Regions from separate parts of the Mus musculus genome. Here region 2 is linked to region 1. Evidence: chromatin contacts called from public Hi-C data. All regions are on one chromosome and are shown on one strand. The core of a region is the stretch at or near the end of the contact, and the rest is flanking DNA. Distances in the headings are between cores, read along the strand shown.

Region 1 (6,040 bases), core at 3,258-5,757:
CCACTTTTCCTTCATTTTGAGGCAAGGTATCATGTAGCCCAGGCTGGCCTTGAGCTTCATAGATAGCTAGCTGTTATCTTGAAGTCTTAATCTTCCTTTCTGCTCCCTAAGGCTGAGCTGGGAAGTTTGTGCCACCACTCCTGGTTTATGTGGTGCTCCGAATGAAACTCGAGGGCCCATGCAAGCTAGGCAAGGGCTCATCCAAGTGAACAACATCCACAGCTCCCTAGCATGGATGCTCTCTACAAAGCAGAAAGCTAAGAAAAAGAATCCAAGACCCAGAGCCCCTTGGGAGCAAATCTTGGCTTCTTATAAGTCCCACCCATCCTGCTGGCTTTGTCATTTGAGTGTGTTTTCTGTCCTTACTAGGTCTGGTATAGGCAGAGGCATCTCAGATGGAGAGTGGGGAGTTCATTAGAGGCAAAGTCTCAGACCCTACTCTCTGCCTATTGCAAAAGAGCCCCTGGGACATGGAGCCATGAGTTCTGCATCTGTATAGGCAATGCAAGTCATTTTGATAGTAATGTCCAGGCAGGTGAGTGGGCACAGCAGCCAAGAGCCTCCACCCTAAAGTAACAAGGTCCAGAGTCATTTTAAAGCCCCCAAAGTCACTGGGTAATTGCCATCAAGTCTCAAAGAACAAATAAGAACAAGTGCCTTGCAGGGTTAGTGCAAACACTAAGGGGGTCATGCGCATCTGCTACCCCTAAAAAAAACACCACACAGGGATCTGAGAAAATGGCTCATTGGGTAAAGGACTTGTTTGTTAGTCTTTGCCTTTGATCCTAGTGCTGGAGGGCCCAGCCAGTCTAGCCAAAATGGCAGACTCCAGGCTGAGTGAGAGACAATGTTTCAAAAAGGAGGGAGGGGTGGAGAAATGATTGAAGAAGACGCCAGACACTGACCCCCAGCTTCCACGTGTATGTGTACATACGCATCCAGACCACAATAAATAAATAACAAATAGAACTACATAGAATTAGGATTCCCATTAAGAGGTGTGGCCATAACATATTTCATGTCCCTAATGGAAATGATTGCTACAATGACCTGTGTCCCTGCATCAGTGACCTGTGTCCCTGCATGTAGCTCGAGAGTGAGCAAGCTCTGACTACTTGGGGTGGGGAGGGGGTATCTCATGAATGTGTTTCTGCAGGTATCAATTCAGAAAAACAACTCCCACTTCCCTAATGTGGGTGAGCCAGGCTGGCCTTACATGCCTGATTCCCCTGCTCCACCTCCACGGTGCTGAGTCCGTTGATTTTTAATTGCTCAGGTTCGGTCCGTTTTGTCTTGAGGGGTTTTGGAGAAGAGCTTCAAACACAGCCTTGGTGGGCTGCCCTGATGGCCTGGCCTCATTACTGGTGAGAGGTACAACTGTGAATGCTAGAAAGTGCGTCAAAACCAACTGGATACTTAGAGTATGCTGCTAAGAGGACTGGGACATCTTTTCGTGAATGCAGGAGGCTGGTTGCACCCCCTCTCCTGGAATTACCCAGAAGGGATCATCAAAGGGCAAGAACAAAGCTGTCTTCCTCAGTCCTCGGCCACCTGTCACGAGGCTGGTCAAGTTTACACGGGTTACGGTTGTACCTACAGATCTATACAGTTCATTTATCAAAAATAATTTTTTTAAATCGTATATACTTTTAACGTCAGAGTTTGTGGCTAGTGGGGTAGCCTAGTGGGTAAAGACCGAGAAGTCTAAGGAGGTAAGATCCATCTTCAGGATCACATGGTAGAGGAAAGAGCTGAGTATAATAAATTGTCCTCTGGTCTCCATATGTGGTCTGTGGTATGTGTGCAGCTTCCCCAAATACAATACAATACAATGCAATACAATGCAATGCTATACACACACACACACACACACACACACACACGCACTTACTTTTAAATTAAAATTAGGTAGATAGAAATTTGTGTCTTGGGGCTAGGAAATTGGTTTGGTTGGTAAAATACTTGCCAGGCAAGCCAGAGGACCTCTGAGTTTGGTCCCTAAAACTCATAAAATAAATAAATAAATAAATAAAAACTGGGTACAGTAGCATGTATGTGTAGTCCCAGAGCTGGATTCCTGGGGTTGCTGGTCAGCCCGCCTCACTCATTCTGTGAGTGAGTGCCAGATCAGAGAGAGACCCTGTCTCAAAAAAATCCAAGGTAAATGTACCTGAGGAGTGACATTCAAGGTTGACCCCAGCCTCCAAGTGCATACACACACACACACACACACACACCCCTGCATCCAGACACATGAAAAGAAATTTATGCCTTATAACCAAGAACATGGGCTCTGTGGTCAACCAGAGTCCAAACTACTACTTACTAACACCAATCAGGACTTAGGTACTGGGTTAACTTCCCTGAGTTTGGTTTGTTCTGTTCTCCTGTGGGGGAGGGGCCAGAACCTCCAAGGACTAATGGTTATGTCCCACCATGCACGCGTGGCTCTTGTAATGCTCCTCTAGCACACAGCAACGACTGACTTATTAGCAGTCGTGACAACAGCTGGCAGCTCCAGGCCCTGGTAACATGCAGGAGGTTGGGAACAGAAAGCCAGACTTCAGTAATCACTATGTCTTCTTTATATTAGACTACGTGACACTGTGAAGACAGCAAGCATCCAGGAACCATCAGTCTCTTGAGCCAGGTGGAAGCAATATATCAACACACACACACACACACACACACACACACACACACACACACACACACACACACGCTCTTCTATGGCAACTCATTTAGAATAGTTTAGGTGAGACAAGTTCTGGAAAAAGCTACAAACCTGAATGCCAAGCCTCCTTGTTTGGCTTAACTTTGTGAACAAACCCCTGCTTCCCAGACCCACTAAGAACTTGACCCTCGATTGCCACGAGGTTCGGGAGTAGACTGGTTGTTAATAGACCACCTTGCACCCAGGCAGTGGGGAGGAAAGAGTCTGCATTCTTAGTGATGCAATCAACCTAAAGGAATAATGTATTTACTCGAGCCCTCACTTTGCAAGCCATGACACCCACTTCCCTACCAGCTCCTCCATCAAACACCATGAACTGACAGCTATTTCCTTTCTAGAGGTTCCCAGTCTGCAGTATGTTCTAAGCTGGAGTCACGAGCAGAGACCAAGAGTCGACTGTAGTGGCAGGTTTCTAGAGGAAGACCAAACTTCCAGCTGCAGTATATCATGAAAAAGAATCCGGTGGTGGTTTCTACAATAGTCCCAGGCACAGGGCAGGGATGGAAGAGAGAGATCGGGCTGGTTCAGATGTCAGCTTAGGATACAGAGAGCCAGGGAGATCACCCTGTGCCCTGCTTGCACCACGACCCACAGGCGGCAGGGCACGTCCTTACCATTAAGCTGCCTGTAGACGATGTCCTCCAGCAGCGACAAGCGCTTCAGGACCGCATCCTGGATGGGGCTGGCGCTGTGCGCGCTGAGGTTGGCCACCTCTGCGCGAGGCCGGATCTCGTGGAAGGCGTCTCCGCTGCGCACCGCGATAGGCCGACACTTAGCCAAAAAGATCACGAAGCCGGCCACCGCGATCAAGTTCAACACCAACAACACTTTGACTCTCCTCAGTGAAGCCATCAAACAACACGGCCGGTCCTTTCCCTGGACCCACGCCTCTACCAGCCTCACCTGCGAGGCGCAGGGCAGCCTGAGACGGAGTAGACCCCACACACCGAACAATGGCCGAGGGAGGGGGCAAAGGGCTGGGGGTCCCAGCTGCTGTTGACCACAAAACGCCGATTCTCTGGCGCCAGTAACCACTGGAAGGACGCGGCTGATCTCTCACATGGAAGCCCCTGGCTTGCAAAAGTGTCTCTGAAATGCCTGCTCCGTCCACAGCACGCAGTCCCTTCTACAAGACAGCAAAAGATAAAGGTCCCAGGGTCTCTCCCTGTAGAACAGCAAACAGGTTGCCTTTAGACTTTGGACCTCCTCCGCAGACGTAGACCTTCAGGAACAATCCTTTGGTAGTCGGAATGCTCTGGGGATGTGGCGGGAGTGGCGCGCAGGTGCCGGGCTCCAGCTCTGCGCCCGCCGGCGGAAGAGCGCGCCACTCCTGGAGTTGCGCGGCCGACACTCTCGCCCGCAGGCGGCCGTCGCAGGGCGAAAATAGAGTTCTTCAGCAAAGGACCCGCTCCTCAGGGCGGGTGTCTTTGTTCAGCTCACCGGCTCTCTCCATCACTCTGAGAAGAGGAAAACCCCGCGCCCCGTGCCTGCATCCTCCAGGCTCCGCAGTCACGCTCAAATCTCAATGACTCTCTCAAAGTGGAGGGGGGGACAGCAGGAAAGGGGCGGGAGCAGGGACCCAGCGCGACGTCCTCTCCGCCCCCACCCCGCCCGCAAAACTCACCAGTGCGCACAGCGCCACGGGTTCCCGGACACGTTCCAAGTCCCTACACGAGCCTCCGGGGCCTGCCGGACACACTGGCTTGTCTCGGGAGGTGGCGCGTTGCGAGGCTGGCCGGAAGGAGGAGTCGGACCTCCAAAGTCACACCAGTTGTCTACACGCCTTTCTAAATGTCGCGGGGGAGGGATGCGCGCTGGCGCCCCCGCAGCCTGTCACCACGGCCCGTGCAGCTCGTCCCAAGCCCCCAAGGGAACCAAGATCCGAGTGTCCCGATCACCGGATGCAATGACACCGCGGCTGCGGCACTAAGAGTACACACGGTCCCCTAGAGGGAATGGTGGGATAGATTGGAGCAGCTGGGAGCCAAGAGGGGATGCTCAGGTGGCGACGGAAGGCGGGGCGCGGTCCCGAGGGGAGCGGCTGCGGCGCCGACTCCTCCTTCGCGGTCCCTTGGTCACCCTCTTCCCTGAGAGCCAGTCGCCAACGCCGCTGCCACCCGCAGGCTGCGGAGCGCACAGCTAGGGGAAGCTGGCCCACTCTTGCGCGCGCACCCGGAAAGGGTGGGGGTGTCTGGAGAGAGCGGGGAGCGCGCCGGACCAAGAGCAGTCATGTCCTGTTGGCTGCTAAGGGCTGTGAGGGACCCTTGGGGTTCTCAGCGCTCTCTAAGCAGCCGGGTTTGTTCCATCCCGGCAGACGAGGAAGACATCCCTTTCTCTTGGCTTAGCTGCTCTGCTTAGCTTGGCCCGGAATGGCTAGAGGGAAAATCTGGCCTGGAGACTCGGATTCCGCTACTTTCAGAGCAAGGCCCTGTGTCCTTCTTGCTTGAGCCCTGGGAGAGTTCTGACCATCTTAGTTGGTGCTTCTGTGCTTGCCCCTACTCTGTAAACTCTTATTTTGGTGCCATGCACTTGGATTTATGGCCCTGATGGGTCTCCACAACCTACTTCTTTTCCTGAGACCCAGGAGTTCCAAAGACTGGAATCCAAACCTGCCCTCTAATTTTTTTTTTTTTTTAATTGCTTAGGCCAGAGAAAGAAACCAGACTGCCAGCAGATAAGAATCAGCTGAGTGAATTCAGGGACTCCCACTTCATTCTTCCCATCCGATTAAAGTTTGTTGCTGTTGTTCATTGGTTAGTTTTGTTTGGTTGACTTAGATTTAAGCTTTTGGTTGGAGCATGGAAGGGGGGCGGTTCAGGGGGCATGTTCGGGTTTGGGGGTTTGGAGATGGGATGTAGTTAAGCTGTTGAGCTGAAGTTGAGTGCTTGCCTAGACCTCAACTGGATATTCCCACCCCACCCCCCACCTCCAGCTCTTCACAGCCAGGCTTGCTGGTGGCAAGCCTATAATCCCAGCACTTGGAAGGTAGAGGCAGGAAGATCAGAGACTCACAAGCATCCTTGTCTATAAAGTAAGTTCCAGGTTAGATTGGTTGGGTTTCTTTTAAAAGGGAACGAAGTGTTTTCTTGTTTGCTTTTGTTTGTTTGGACCTTGATGGAGATTTTAGTGTTCCTTTGTTTATGCCATCTCAGTTAGCCTAGGCTAGTTAGCCCCTAACTGATGATTCCTGATCTCTTAACTTCACCTCCCAAATACTAGGATTGCAGTCCTAGCCACCAAGCCTGGCCCTCATTTCAATAAAGGTATTGTTGTTTGGGGGCTTGGGGGGGGGGGAGGGAGTTCGTT
Region 2 (5,403 bases), core at 2,393-4,892, 64 kb after region 1:
GCTAAAGGATAGAGATAGAGCAGGACTCACCACAAAAGGGGTGAAAAGAAAGAGGGCAGGAATTGAGCTGTGCTTTCAGGCACTTTGACAGAGGAGTGAAAGAGCTCCTTACTGACAGTTACGGAGAAGGAAATCTGTTTAATCCGCTTTCTGTTACTGTGACAAAATGCCCAAGACAAACAACGTAAGTAGGAAAGGTTGTTTTGGCCCTCGTGCAAAAGTGACACAATGTGTCAGGGAAAGGGGTTGGTATGTGCTTTTAAAATTCAGAGAGCTGGGGACTGGAAAGGCAACTCAGTGGTAGAGCACTTGCCCAGTATGTGCCAGGCCCTGGGTATCATGCCTGCCATCACAAAGTGATAGTGATGTTGGCTGGGGATGTATCTCAGTGGTGGAGTACCAGCTTAGCACATGTAATGCCCTGGGTACCATCCTCAGCATCACAAAGTAAGTGATGATGATGCTGATGATGCTGATGATGCTAATGGTGATGGAGAAGGAGGATGGGGATGAAGAAAATGATGGAGATGGGCATGGTGGTAATCATGAAGATGGGGTTAGGGATGATGATGATGATGGTGATGATGATGATGATGATGATGATGATGATGATAGAAATGATGGTGTTAGGGATAATGGTGAGGGTGAGGATAGACATGTAGCTCAGAGGTAGAACATTTGCCTAGCTATGTGCAAGGTCCTGGATTCCATCTCCAACAGCACAGAATTAATTATTCTAATTATTAATTAATTAACAAGCTAATTAACCAATTCAGTGACTTAATAACTGTTTTGTATGTAACTAATTTTCCACTGCTATTGTATCCTATTGCACTCTGTGGGTAAGCACTACCATGGTTCATGTGTGGGTGTCAGAAGACACTTTGCAAGAAGAGTCAGATCTTTCCTGTGGTCCTGGATATTGAACTCATAGGTCATCTGGCTGGGCAGCAGGCACCCTTAGCTGATCGACATCTTAATCAGACTACTTTAATTATTGTTTACATAAAAATGAATTTAAAATAGATCTAAAATATTTGAGACAGTATCTTACTATGTAGTCCTGGCTGTCCTGGAATTTACAATGTAGATCAGGCCTCCCTTGACCTCATAGAGATCTGCCTGCCTCTGTCTCCCAAGTGCTGGCATGAAGGCATGTGCAACCAAATGAAACAATGAAAGAATTAAAAGAATGATTGTATTTATTAATCTTGAAGCTGGTAGTACTTTACTGAGCCACACATAAAAACCCAGAAGCATAGAAAAGAAGGTGGATAAATGTAATGAACAGAGTTAAAATAAGGATACGAAGTACAGAGATTGTTCACATGTGCAAATGGCTAGTTCCTTTAAGCATTTGGATAGCACTTCCAAATCAACATCCCCAGAACTCAGATGGTGGGAAGAAAGAACCAGTTCCAGCAAGCCATGCTCTGAACTCCACTTGAGTGCTCAAATACACACATACAAGCATGTATATACACACATGAACACATAAATGCTTACACACACACAGAAGCCATCCTCTGAACTCCACTTGAGTGCTCAAATACACACATACAAGCATGTATATACACACATGAACACATAAATGCTCACACACACACACACACACACAGCCATCCTCTGAACTCCACTTGAGTGCTCAAATACACACATGCAAGCATGTATATACACACATGAACACATAAATGCTCACACACACACAAGAAAGTGGGATTCCCACACTGGAATGGGAGTGTAAACTAATGCTGCCCTTGCAGACTGGTTGGAGCTCTTGCACCAAATTTAAATGTAAAATTCCACATGCCCTTGGAGGTATGATATACTTGTGTGAACTTATTAAAGATACATTTCAAGAACCAGTTTTGATTCTCTCTATTGTCTCCCTCTTCCTCTCCTTCTCCCTCTTCCTCTTCCTCTCTCCTTATCCCTCTCCCTCCCCATTAAACCTACCTCTGCCCCCATCTTTCTTCCCTTCTTTTAAGCGGTCTCACTGTATATAAAACATAAGTTAGCTTCAAACTCTAGACACATTGTATCCACAGTCAAGGGGAAAGAGCCATAAATGAACCCAAGCATGCTAGAACTCAGCTTGTTCCCTCACTCTTATACAGCTTAGGATCCTCTGCCTAGGGAATGGTGGTACCCACAGTGGGCTTGGTCTTCCCACTTTATTAACACCATCAAGATAATCCCTCATAAGTTTGCTCATAGGTAAACCCAATCTAAACAATCATCCTTTGAGACTCCCTACGGAACTGATTTTAGATTGTGTCAGGTTGACAGTTAAAACTATCGCACCAAATGATCACAACAAATCTCTATTTTAAAGCACTCTCTCTTTTTCCTCTTCCAACCTTCTCTCTTCTCTCCCCACTCATATGGCAAGAGTTCAATGAGGAACAAATAAACGTAACTATAAAAAGAAATGTTCCAGAAGCCATTTGAGATAGAGTCTTGCTATGTAGCCAAGGTCAAGCTCATAACTCTCCTGCTTCAGTGTCCCAAATGGTGGGATGACAGGCATGCACCACCACCACGATGCCTGACTCCACATTTCAACTTCACTGATTTCTGCTCTAATCTTTATTCTCTTGCTCCTCATCCTTGTTTTAAGTTCAACCTGCTTATTCCTTTATAAGATCCCTGTACTAAAAAGGTAGGTAACTTATTTTTCCCCTCTCTCTTTTCTACATAGAAAGATCCCACTAGCAGGACTTCCAGAACCCAATCCCAGAGGCTTCTGGGAGTTTCATCTCTTCATGTATTTGTTTTTATTCTCCCTTGAGATTCTATATTTGATTTCCTTTTAACAGTTTAAATTTGGCACTTCCTGGTTTTGAAAATGTAAAGCTTTGGTTCTCAGAGTTGCCGTGTATATTTTAGCTCAGAGGTGAGAGGCACATGGATAGAGCATCCATCACTCCAGGGACCACCAGGCACCAGGGAACTAAATGATGTTCAGATGGGTTTTTCATGATGCTGGAGACTGAACCTCAGACCTCACACATGCTGAGCAAACATTCTGCCACTGAACTGTGTCTCCGGCCTTTTTTTTTTTCCTTTCCTCAACTTATTTTGTAGAGGCTAGCCTTGGACTAACTCTGTAGTCCTTGAATTTACTTTGTAGCCGAGGCTGGCCTTGAAGTCACTCCATACTCAAACAGGCTTTGAAGATATTCTATAGCCCTGGCAGGCCTTGAACTCACTCTATAGGTCAGTCTGGCTTTGAACTTACTCTATACTCAGTTACACCTTGAACTCACTCTGTAGCCCAGACAGGCCTTGAACTGTGATCCTCCCACAAAGCCTCCCAAGTAGCTAAGCTAACAGGACTGTACCATCAGGCTCAGGACTCCTTTGTATGGCAAGACCTCCCAGCCAGAACTGTTTCCCAGTGAAGAGGACAGCTGTGAGCTCAGTGAATACCCCAGGCCTGTCCATAGAGGGTACTTTTCTCAATAAGACAGGGATGACCAGGGAAGCCACGTGGGAGAAAGGAATTATCAGGGATCCACAAATAACATTCCTTGCCCAACAGAAGATGCTGAAGGGTCTAGGAAATGAGAAAAAGGAGGAAGAGAATCTAGACCATAGACTACTCACAGTGTACTGGGTCTTTTTCATGTTCTCATTGACTGTGTGGAAAACTCGGTATTGTCATGTCATAGCTATGTGATGTCAAACATCTGTTTGCTGGCAAATAGTTGGGTAATTGAAAACAGCATTTGTTGAAATTCCAGGCCCTAAAACAACTTTGCCAGGAATCTCTCTCTACCACCCACTCCCACCTTGAAGCCCGGGCCTGCAGCCACAGAACTTTTCTGGGGTGCCTTGCAATGCATAGACAGCCTTGGAGGAGAGTTTTCTCAGTGTTGCCAGAGAGCAGACATTTGGCTTCACCGATTCAGATGTCTGGATGTAGAAATGCTTGTGTTTATACAGATGTTTTGGTCACCAAAACAACACTAAAGACTTCAGGGGAAGTAGTTTGCCTCTCCCAAATCTGCTTGCTTGCTCCTGACTTTTCCCACTGGGCTGAACTTGATGGGTTTTAAGCAAAACCAACTCCATGTCATATGGGCTTACAGTGTGATTGATTAATGTATTTATGTATCTACTGTTTATTTATTACTATATTGGGGGTGAGATCCAAGGCCTTATGTTTGTTATGCAAGCACTCCACTGCTGAGCTATACTGTCTAGAATTATTCTAGATTCACTAGAGGATTGTAGGCAAGCCCTCCAACACTGAGCCGTGCAGTCATGTACATATTTTGTGAATAAATATAAACATTGTAAACTTATAAGTGTACACATTTATATACATATACATCACAGACACACTTTGTCAGTATATATTGCACATATATAAGTGCATGTTATGAATATACGTTTACAGAAATGTGTTGCAAGGTTATAGATTTTGCAAGTATATAAATATATAAATAACAGGATACATTTATATATATTGCAAATATGTCCTTTTAAAATTTACATTGTAAATATATATTTTGCAAACATACAATTTGAAAAAGTACATACATTTATATACATATACATCACAGACATACTTTATCAGTATATATTACACATATAAAGTTCATGTTATGAATATACATTTTATAGAAATATATTGCAAATATATAGATTATGCAAATATGTAAATGTATAAATAACAGGATACATTTATATATGTTGAAAACATGTACTTTTCAAATTTATGTTGCAAATATATATTTTGCAAACATGCATAATGAAAATATGTAAATATACATTGCATATATACATTATGTAAATTTAATGCAAATAAATGTGTGTGACTATATATCCATAACAGGTTTAACAGCTTGCACTAGTTCTTTTTGAATAGCTCTGACCAAAATACCTAAGAGAAACAACCTTAGGGGGCCACATTTATTTAAATCATAGTTTCAGAAGGCTCCATCCATAGTCACTTAGCCCTGTGTACTTAGGCGGGAAATCACTGCTGTAGGAATACGGCAGAGGGAGCATTACTGCATGGTGAACAGGAAACAGAGCATAAGGGACTGGGGACTGGGTGTAACTTTCAAAAGCATCCCCCAGAGACCTACTAGGATTCATCTCCAAAAGGCTCCACAGCCTCCCAAAATAGCACCACTTACTAGAGAAGAAATGTTCGAATGGGAAGTGGTGCGTTCAGATTCAAACTGTAACCGTACTTCCTCTGCTTCTCCTCTGTACCCTTCTGCTTCCTTGATTTCTCTATTTTCCCTCTAGTACACTTAACAGTCTTTGATTCCATCCCTTATCAGACTCAAATACCTTGTCTCCGACACACTGCAACCCACCTGGGAAAGCTCATAGCTATGTTAATTTCTGTTGTATCTTTCAGATGATAGAGTGCTGCTAGAGAGA

What was found. A called contact is a pair of places that touch in the nucleus more often than the background predicts.
Region 2: a Hi-C map of uterus shows a contact between it and region 1, with 3 times the contacts expected there. The contact joins the enhancer-like site here to the promoter of Galnt17 in region 1. A contact is called at or near these places in 1 of 39 promoter capture datasets (embryonic stem cells), 6 of 484 Hi-C or Micro-C datasets (embryonic fibroblasts and uterus), 3 of 115 datasets of contacts at active chromatin or transcription factors (embryonic fibroblasts, embryonic stem cells and neural progenitor cells) and 3 of 9 other capture datasets (adipose tissue, liver and pancreatic islet).

Annotation. Positions count from the first base shown.
Region 1 is chr5:131,303,015-131,309,054 of GRCm38.p6, forward strand. Galnt17 (polypeptide N-acetylgalactosaminyltransferase 17) reads right to left here and starts at 4,508. Exons shown (of 11, transcript NM_145218.3): 1 at 3,349-4,508. The coding sequence starts at 3,586.
Region 2 is chr5:131,367,774-131,373,176 of GRCm38.p6, forward strand. No RefSeq gene overlaps it. Among named protein-coding and RNA genes, the nearest start is that of Gm29681, 44 kb to the right of the region's middle. Within about 2 kb of position 3,643, at least 27 of the 459 cell types and tissues checked have an H3K27ac peak or open chromatin away from gene starts, as enhancers often do. A contact at or near this core is called in uterus, where this site is marked.